Linked DNA regions of Ovis aries: region 1 is linked to region 2. A link is a contact called in public Hi-C data. All regions are on one chromosome and are shown on one strand. Each heading gives the region's core, a stretch centred on a gene start, on an enhancer-like site or on the middle of the called end of the contact. The rest is flanking DNA. Distances are from core to core; before and after follow the strand shown.

Region 1 (4,969 bases), core at 195-2,694, 300 kb after region 2:
CGGTTCAAGCTCTTTCCACAGCACCTGCTACTTTCCAGCATCACTGCAGGCTTTCTAAACACTCTCAAAGGGTGAGGTGGAGCTCTTCCTTGGGAGTCAGCCCCTCCCATTTCAGAGCTGCCTCTGCTCTTCCATTGCATGAATTATAGATGCAAGAAATTACTAAAGCCTAAATAGGCAGATGAGTTCCCTTTCTCGACCCATTCTGTCAATCAGGAAGGTGGTCGGTCGGCAACACTTAGAGTTATCAGTTCCTCCGATAGTTAAATTCTTGTTCTAATTCATCTAAAATCCACTGTCACTATGCATTGTGCATAGCACACTGAAGAAGGAGCATTCTGGTTTTGAAATATGTGACCAGTTCAGTCATCTGGTTCGTGTCTAAGAATTATATATATGGCTGATTGGCGTGCATAATTTGGGGCAGCATCCTTCTAACAACTGTTTGATGATTCTTCGACAGGAAATCTGGCTGCATTAAATTCCTTCCTTCTGGCCCCAGAGATGTCCATCTAAGCAGCTAATGGCTAATACGACTAACAGAGGAACAACAGAGTTCACAGGAAAGAGAATTCAACTTGACATTATAATTATTTGCATTAGAACCTTGTCTCTGTCCATCACCAGCAGACCGACTTTAATACTGGTGGTTTCTAAGCCTCTCCCGTAATCTGTAAATCTGTAAGATGTTGAACAGATATAAACTTGATTCATATATAAGTTATTATTGGTCCAATACTATACTTTGACAATACTATCAAATTATGGTATTGGACCAATACCATAATTTGATGATCGGTTAACTCCAGAAATGAGAAGACAACAATAATATGGAAAATGTTAAACACTCTGTGTCTGGGATCCTACCAGTCTAACTAGGTGTAAAACCCTGCTCAGCAACTAATCAGTTGTGTAATCTTGAGCAAGTTTCATCATTTTTATCTTTTATTTATCATTAAAAAGTTCAAAAATACTCAAAATAGAAGGCCGGGATTAACTAAAGTGATACACTATCACCAGCTTAAGTAATTTTCAGTATTTTGCTAATATCCTTTCATCTCTCCCAACACTTCCCCCGCTCCGAGGTATTTTAAAACACATTTGGGCAAGCTGTTGTTTTAAAGATCTCTGTGCGTCAGTTTTCTCATCTAGGAAATGAAGATTATAACATCAAATTCATGGGGTAGCACTGTACTGAGTATTCCGTACTATTACTATTTATGATGGTACCTATGCACACCTCCTCCCCCTTCAGCTACGCGCACCCGGTTCAGGACAGAGGTTGTTAAACAAAAGGCCTGGAAGAACAGGAGTCCTGCGTCGCTAAGACTGCGAGCACCCTCTTCAGGCCACCCTCCTTCAGAACAGCTCAATTTAAGGAGGAAGTTTGTCCTTCGCAGGCTCTCGTCGCCACGCGTAAAAATGAGGGGCGGGAACAGGAAATGGGTTGGGCCGAATTCCGGGCGCCGGGAGGCTGCGGAGAAGATCCGAGAGGTTGGCAGCTGGGAGCCGTTAGCGAGAGCTGAGATGTTCCGGATCGAAGGCCTTGCGCCGAAGCTGGACCCAGAGGAGATGAAACGGAAGATGCGCGAGGATGTGATCTCCTCCATACGGAACTTCCTCATCTATGTGGCCCTGTTGCGAGTCAGTAAGTACCCTCCGGGCTGTGGCCGCGAGACGCAGGGAGCTCGCCGCCACCTGCCCACCCGGCTCTGGTCCCACCGGCCTTGTGGGGGCCTTGGAGCAAGAGCTAAGCAGTTGTGAGGAACAAGAGCTGTGCACGCTGAGGGCGGCGGGCGCAAGCGGGCAAGGCTTAGGATTTACGGGTCAGGGTGGGGGTACCAAGTGCACGCGGCGAGCCGGACCACGAGGTTAATCACTCAGCCCCTCCTTAAGGACGATTGAGTTGAAAGAGCCTCTAAGGTTTGCGGGTGCGATCCCTGGGGTCGCGAAGATCCCTTGGAGAAGGATATGGGAACCCACTCCAGTATTCTTGCCTGGGAAGTCACATGGACAGAGAGCTAAAGTATATGGGGTCGCAAAGAGTCGGATGAGACTTGGCAACTAAACAAAACTAACTTAATCCCCAGGAGCAAGCCCCTCGTTTTGCAAACAGAAAAGCTGGTATCTAGAGTGGAGCAATAGCTGGCTCAAGGTCATTCAGCGATTCAGTGAATGATCTTGACCTAGAATCGAGAGTTCTTAACTGACTGCCAAGTTTCCTTCCATTAGTGCTAACCTTTAAAATCTAGATTTTGTTCCTTTTATTTGTAAAGAGAGTGAAATAGGTGATTACTTTTTCTTTTTTTTTTTTTTAGAAGAAGAAAGGATCGATAGAGTTAATGGTAATACCTGAACATTTATTTGATTTTTACGTTTGGTAGAAAATATTTGCATTGCCTGATTTTGGCCTAAGTCTCTGTATATCCTCTTTGCAAATAAGAACTCCATTTTCAGAAGGGACTTTCGCCAAGTAGTAGAATTATAGGCACACAGTACTGGAGCTAGATACAGTTTTATAGATCAGTGCTCTGGTTTTACTGATAGGAATCTCAGAAGTGAATTGCCCCTGTTGCTAGATTTCTAGTTCAGTATACTTTTTCATTGTTCCTTGTTCTGTATTATTGATAGGTCTGGATAGAGAGGAAGAGTTGATTCAGATAAATGGCGACCATACCACGGTCATCTTGTGTAAGGCTCATGTTAGGCCTAAGGCCAGAGTTCTTGAGGTCGGGTCTCTTTTACTCTGTCCTTCACTGTGTGTGGTGTTACTCTGCTTCCCCAGGAGAGGGAGCCCTTGGAAAACGGAAACTACCGTCATTTTGCTCCTTCAACAGCTTGCAACTCTCAACTTGACTAATTTCCTCCTCTTGCCTTTTTTTTTGGTTGACTTAGTTGCCAGTGAAACATTTGCTGCTTTTCAATGACCTTTGTGTTTGAGACGAATCAGTTTAAAAACAAAACAAAAGAGAATACTGATCCTTGAAAGTGACAGTGAAGTCGCTCAGTCGTGTCCGACTCTTTGTGAGCCCACCAGGCTCCTGCGTTCATGGGATTCTCCAGGCAAGAATACTGGAGTGGGTTGCCATTTCCTTCTCCAGGGGATCTTCCCAACCTAGGGATTGAACCCAGGTCTCCCGCATTGCAGGCAGACACTTTAACCTCTGAGCCCCGAGGGAAGCCTTACCACTTTTTAAATTGAGATGTAATTTGCATGTTATCCACTTAACCCATTTAAAGTATACAGTTCATTGGTTCTTTGTGTAGTCAAGAGTTGTGCAACCATCACCACAATCTATTTTAAAACATTTTCTTCCCTTCTGAAAGAAACACCATGCCCATTAGGTGTCATTCTCCCATTTTCCCCCTTCCCTAGCCCCTGGCAACCACTAAGGGACTTTTTGTCTTTAGAGGTTTCCCTATTCCAGATACTTTTTATAAATGGAACTGTACAGTATATGACCATGTCTAGCATAATGTTTTCAAGGTTTGTCCATACTGTAGCATGTATCAGTATTTCCTTTTTATTGCCAAATACTATTCCATTGTATGGATATACCACAGTTGATCCATTCTTTGGATGACTGTTACTTTTTTTTCTGATAAGAATTGGGGTTTTAAGTATTTAATGTATTAAATGCATTAATAATATTGTGTAATCATCACCACCATCTCCGGAACACTTTTTCTTTCGTAAAACTGGACTCTATAGCTGTTACACAGTAATTCCCCATTCCTTGCTCCTCCTAGCTGCTGGCAGCACCCCTCATCCCTTTTTTTTTTTTTAAGGAACCACTATACTGTGTTCCATAGCAGCAATACCATTTTTATACTCTTAGCAACAGGGTACAAGAGTACCATTTTCCCACATCCTTGCCAAGTTTTTTGACAGTAGCCATCCTCGTGGGTGTGAAGTGATATCTCACTGTAGTTTTGTTTTGCATTTCTCTAATGATTAATGATGCTGAGCATCTTTTCCCATGCTTATTTTGGCCACAGCACTGTTACACAAGACAAAAATATCACTTCTTTAGATCCCTATGACAGCACTTCCTTGTGTGCTAGACATTTCTATCTACACCACTCTACTCATAATAACTGAAATAGGACTGTATCAGATGTGAACTGAAGCACACAAATAATATATGACTAATCAGTGGGGGAACGAACATATGTGTCTAGCTTTCTGGATCCCTACTTCAGTGTTTTCCCCCACTCTCTGCCTTTCAAATGTGTTTTTTTTTTAGTGAGAAATGCCATTTTGTTCCTTCCAGAGTTTTGTTCCTTTGACAGTAACATCACAAAGTAAAAAGTTGTCATTTGAAGGAGGATTAGATTTCTTCTTTATGTCGTAAGAGGAGAACTACATGAAGAAAAGATTTTATCTAGTGTAAGAGTGAACTTTATAATACTTGTAGCTGCACGACAGTGGGATGGGCTCCCTTGAAAGACAGCAGTTTGCTTTTACTGGGTGCACAGGCCAAGGCTTAGCCATCGTTTGTTTGAAAAATGTTGAACTGTAAAATTTATCTCCCAGTCCTGTAATTCCATAATGTAACTTATGATGATCTGGATCTGAGAACAAATTCTGGGTTTATTTTCCTTTCAGCTCCTTTTATCTTAAAGAAATTGGACAGCATATGAAGAGTGGGTGTCACGTGTGAATGCATGGTATGAAGAACCTGGTTACAGTTTCTTCTCCTATCTGGAAATGAATAGGCCCAGAAAGATGTAAGAGACTCTTCGACTGAATGGACATAAAAATTCTACTTGTTAAGAACAATTTTGGCGCTGGTACCTGACCTTTATAGCTAAAACTCTTTGGCAAGTATGAAGAGACGTTTTACAGTCATAGTATTCCCTTATACCTGTGATATCAGCCTCAATGAATGTGGGTGTAATTGTACATCATGATGTCAAACTCCATTTTCTAGCAAGTATGAATTATAAGGGAATTATGTCTGCAATG
Region 2 (5,421 bases), core at 754-3,253:
GATGAATCCTGAATCAGATGATAGAGGCTTTTGACCTTCAACATTCATATGTCCAAGAATAGCCAATTAAGGATCTGGGAGGTTTCTGACAAGGAACTAAGAACCGGTCGGGGAGAGGCCAGCGCTGTGACCTGCTGCATAAAAGAAACAGACTGGCTTAGCTGCAGACCTGAGTGTTCCTGTCGACACTGCCGTCTTTTGAGGGGATTCCCCCCTCTTTTGAGTCTGTTGTGACCGAGCTGTGTGTTTAGTTTCCATTTTTGCCTCCTCTTCAGGCTTTACCACAGGAGAATAACCTCTCCATTCTAATCAGAAATGAATTATTTATACTATGAATACTCTGGGTGCCTGCCTAATTTATTTATTTTTCAAATAATTCATCTGAATAGGAATTCACACAAGACAGGGCAAACATAATTCTGGCATAAATGCCTTTCCCCAACTGTTGCCTGATTTTAATGATTCCAAGGTACAGAATGGCTTTGTCATTATCTGTGGAGCCCGAAATCTATCTCTGCACACTGGTTAGATGCCAGGTGCCTGCATCTGACTGTCAAGGTTTGCAGTATCAGACCCCACCACCTGACCTTTATAATTTTACCTTCTGCTATGACTTTCCTCACTAGTCCAAATTCCACTCATTCATCCTCCAAGGCCCAGATGACTGCCTCCTCTATGAAGCCATCCCTGGTTCTCTCTTAAGGGGAAAGGCCCCTCATGCTTCTGAATTTTCCGAGTTTTTGCTTTTACAGCCTTCACTGCACTCTAAGCTCCCCCAAGAGAAAACAGTATCTACAAAGTGCTCTCAGGGGAAATGCCCAGGGAGAGCCACCCACCCTGTTTCACTCCAGTGGAGTTGCTTATTGGGGTTCGTCCAATACAGCTCAAGCAGTCAGTATCTACAAAGTGCTCTCAGGGGAAATGCCCAGGGAGAGCCACCCAACCTGTTTCACTCCAGTGGAGTTGCTTATTGGACGAACCCCAAGTAAAGAGCATGTTGTTATTGTTTAGTTTTAAGTTGTGTGTTACTCTTTTTTGGGACCCTATGGACTGTAGCCCACCAGGCTCCTCTGTCCATGGAATTTTCCAGGCAAGAATACTGGAGTGGGTTTTCATTTCCTACTCCAGGGGATCTTCCTGACCCAGAGATACACCAGGGGACCTTCCTCACCCAGGGATGGAACCAGTGTCTCTTGCACCTCCTACATTGGCAGGTAGATTCTTTAGCAACGAGCCACCTGGTAAGCCATCACATACTTGATGATCCTCCAGAGGACCTCGCTCCCAGGCTGACCTTTCCAATTCCTTCGGTCCCTCACATCTGTGTGCCTTCCAGTTGATAAGAGTCAGATCATTATTCCCAGTGATTCTTACAAAGGCCAAGGGATGCATGCAAGGCAGGTGTTACTTTTCAGAGGTCTGGGGCTCAGGATCGCTATGATTTGACCTAGGCCTCCTAACTCCAAGTGCAGTGGAGTCTGAGACGTGCAAGTTGTCTGAAATTGAAGGAAACAGGGCTTTTAAATAATCTGTTATTTTAGAGCACACACATTTATATATTCTAAAGGTGTTTTGTGAACTGCAGTATCAGTAGCTGACAAAAGGCAACTCCAAGCATTTGATGAAATCTAACCAATGATACAAAGGGTAGTGAAATGGGGACTTGGAAGGCCTAGGCCCACGTGCAAGCTTGCCATCCACAACTGTCGATTCCCAGTGGTCCTCCCACAGGCTGTGCACTAGCAAAAGCGTTGGCTGTTCGTGGCACCGCAAGGCCACCATACACCAAGGGTACGCTATTCCAGCAAGCGGAATCCCAAAGCCTGACGACAGGTGTGATGGGTGATCCTACACCTGCCCTGCGGCGGCAAACCGCTGCCAGGACTTGGGCGGCATCACCTGACCCTCCGCGGGATTACCGAGAGGCGGTGCGGCCGCGTCTCCCTCACGTGACCGGGCTCGGCGGCGTCGACCGCGTCACGCTCCGCCCAGAGCTCCGGGTCGGTCAAGGTCTGCGCCTGCGCCGGCTCGCAGGCTCACCAACCTGCTGGCGGGCCGCTACCGGGCGTGGAAGCCGGGCGCCCGCGGCGATGGGTGAGTGGGGAGGCAGGCGAAAGGAAATCACGGGGTTCCCCCGACCTCCGCGTGGAGTGCGTGAGTGGAAGCACGAAGGAGGCTCTGAGGAGGCCGTCTGCCCGGCCCTCTGGCTCGGTTGCTCGGCGCCCACCCCCTTCCGCGCGCGCGCGCGCTGCCTCCCCTCGGTGCGCCCCGCTGTTCCCGCGCGCGCCATCCCGGGTGGGGTCCGCAGTCGCCGGGGCCAGCTCTACGCTCCCTGCCCTGCCGCCCGCCACCGGGCTTTTCCGGGCCGAGGGCGCCGTCTGGCTGCTGGGAAGAGCCTTTTCGGCAGAGGAGGCTCTGCGTTCATCTGGGCGCGCCCCGGGCGGGGAGGTGCCTCCCGGCGAGCCCTGAGAGCTGGGCGGGGAGGGGCCGGGCTTTGCCTGAGTCCCGGGAGAGCGGCGCTGGGACCTCTGAAGGGCCCCTGCTATCGCGGGGCCTGGGGTTCCAGGACCTCTGGTTCCGTTGAATGTCAGGGACTGGAGAGGCCTGGAAGATCCGGTCCACTCCCCTCCCCTCCCACTTAACCACAGACCGGGGAAATGGACGCCAGGGGAGCGGTAAGTTCAGCTACCCTGCCAAACAATGCTTGTTCTGCGACACCATGTTGCTTCGCGTTGCGAGAAACTCCGTTGTACTAGGCTGGTTTTTTACCGTGATGGTAGGGAAGTGGGGGTGGGCATTGTTGTGAATTGAACATCTCTGTACCAATTACTAAGCTTATCTAGTAGCTTACCTAGGTGGAGCGTGTCGATGCCTCAGCAGTATTTACGCTTTTCTTTTTTGCCACTTACAGCTGTGCACATCTGGTCTTAATCCCCACCTGCAAGCAGTGAAACAGAAGCCCTTAAAGTAACTCTGTAGTGCCCTTGTTTTGAAGAATTCCATAAAATCAAAAGATGTCAGTACTGGTTGGGCCCGCTAGTGGTTCTAGAGCACAGGTTAGGCGCTTTGGATCTGGAGTCACCTCGAGTGCATCCCAGGGAAAGATCACAAGCTGTTACCTTTAACAGGCAGTGGATTTATCTGGTCTCTCCTTTGGTAGATTAAAGTTAGCCTAGAGAAGTGGAATTTTTAAATTATAGACATTGCTTTGTATTTATAGTAGCAAGATAGTGTCCTAACTAGGACTAGAACCCAGATTAATCTTGCTCTGAATGCTGACTCAGACCTGCTGACTTGTGGGAGTCAACATCCTTTGAGAATTACAGTTGTTTTCTCCCCAGTTTTTGCACAAAGACCTTTGTGCTGGCTCACATCTCGGTCTTATCCCGTGGGCTGTAAATTACAGTGAGCATTTAGACTTTACACTGTTTTCTTCTGCCGCAGAAGTTTGATTGACTCTTGGAGTTTAATGAAAGTCAGCTTAATTAACTTTGTTTCCTAATGTTGACATAGGTTGAGTGTTTTAGGTAGGAAACAAATGTAAAATTATGGCAAATAAGTTTTGCAATAAATTGCAAAGAATTATTTGTGTTAAAGAATTTAAATATACAGATCAGTTTAGCAAAGAAACTTAGTCATGTTCACACTCTAGATAAACATACAAAATTTTAAATTTTGCTACAGAAGAATATCCTGCACACTAGCCTTCCTTCTGTTGCTAAATTGAGAACCTGTTCACACTATCCTGGTGTGTAGGATGAAATGAGGGGAAAAGCTGTAAATCTATGACGTCTGGAAAGATTTCATTATATTCCTTTTTCCTAAGGCCAGGCTTATTTTTTAAAAATCTGAAACCCTAAATGTACACATGTTCTTCAGATTTCTTAAAATAATTCAGTACAGTAGTCCTTAAGAAATGACTGGCTTCTGTTAGCCACAGTTTTCTGTTTGTTTAATAACAGACCCAAAGAGTCATGACAAAACTAGTTGAAGTACTTTCATTTGCAAAATTTTGTAACGTAATGCAAGTACCATTCCAGTAAGTAAGAGTGAACATGAACAAAATTTTGTTGTTCAGGTGTACAAGTATCTTGGTTTGTGTTATCAAGGATGTATATTGTTAAATAGCTTGTAGGTTGTGACTTTATAATTTAGATTGTTATGTGTTTTGTATGTAAAAATGAAATTTTTTTACATTTACAAATTGTCACTGTGTTAATGGCATAATAACATACATGAATCTGGATGTTTTTGTTGATTTTAACATTGGTTATTCCTGAAACTGAAGAATAGCAAAGCATTACATGGATATAAAGTATTTCTGTGCTAAGTTGTTTTTAAAATATTGGTTAATCTTAGATTGACAAGTGTAGTACTAGTAAGAGTTTGAACTCATGTCTGACAGCTGAAACGATAAGAAGAAAGGATATAGAAGACTGATGGATTAATAATTATCAAACTCTGTGCCCTGGCAAACTTCTCAAGCGTCTATAGGACAGATTTTCTTTAACTAAAAATGCTGTTGACGCCTTTAGTTCGTTAAGAGCGCAAAATGTAACAGAAGATCTGTTTTAAACAAATTAAAAAACTGTGTTGTTTTTTCCCAGTTCTCCCAAAGCCAGATTTATGCCTACCTGGAAAAGTTGTGTGTGAAGGACAGCTGTCGTGCATGCAGATCATATCCTAAATCAAGGGAGGCCTCTGTTGAAAGGGGAGTTAGCACAGTCAGAAACAGGCTAACAGGTTTAAAATTAAGTCTTCAAATACTCCACAGCACAATGCCAGCACTATATAAATTACTTTTGGTGTGAAGGAGGAAGTGGATACAGCTTTTATCAAAAGTGCTTTTCCAGAAAAAAAGTCGAAATAGTGCAATCAGCAGGTCAGGGAGGCCCCAGCTAGATACCAGATCTGCAGTTTCTTATATCTGTGCTGGAAAATCCTGTTTCTCCTGGATGGACTAAAAGTTCAGAACAAAACAGGGACATTTTAACATTTCTGGCTTCATTTTAAGACCTCAGTTTCTTTCCCCCTCACTCTGTATCTCAGTATGATCCGGCAGAAAGATGGCCACTTTGAAAAGTCTGTGTTTTATTTTCTTTCTGTGGCGAGACTGTTTTGGAGCCTGGATACTTCAGGCTTGTGTACATCCATGACCAGTGTCCCACTGTGGTCAAAAGACTTAGCAGTGGACTTGGTGAACTTGGCTGCTTGCTGCTGCTTTGTTCTCCCACTGATGAAGGTCAGCCTCAGGGTGTTTTTGTCGTTGAACCTGTTCAGACTGGAGGGTAGTTGTCAGATATCAGGGTTCATCCATGTAGGATCTTTCCTACACAAGAAAGATTCTTCTCCTGAGCATAAATTAAAGATATGCTGTGATGCACAAACCCTAAACAGGCCTGGACTCTGGAAAGGGTGCAT

Evidence for each region. A called contact is a pair of places that touch in the nucleus more often than the background predicts.
Region 1: a Hi-C map of liver shows a contact between it and region 2, with 3 times the contacts expected there. The contact joins the promoter of TOMM5 here to the promoter of SLC25A51 in region 2. A contact is called at or near these places in 4 of 16 Hi-C or Micro-C datasets (hypothalamus, liver, muscle and 1 more).

Annotation. Positions count from the first base shown.
Region 1 is chr2:51,176,036-51,181,004 of ARS-UI_Ramb_v3.0, forward strand. It overlaps TOMM5 (translocase of outer mitochondrial membrane 5), which reads left to right and starts at 1,445. Exons shown (of 2, transcript XM_060409289.1): 1 at 1,445-1,648; 2 at 4,610-4,969. The coding sequence starts at 1,528. The coding sequence ends at 4,644.
Region 2 is chr2:50,873,120-50,878,540 of ARS-UI_Ramb_v3.0, forward strand. It overlaps SLC25A51 (solute carrier family 25 member 51), which reads left to right and starts at 2,004. Exons shown (of 3, transcript XR_009599199.1): 1 at 2,004-2,675. It overlaps LOC132659163 (a long non-coding RNA gene), which reads right to left and starts at 2,941. Exons shown (of 2, transcript XR_009599201.1): 1 at 2,852-2,941.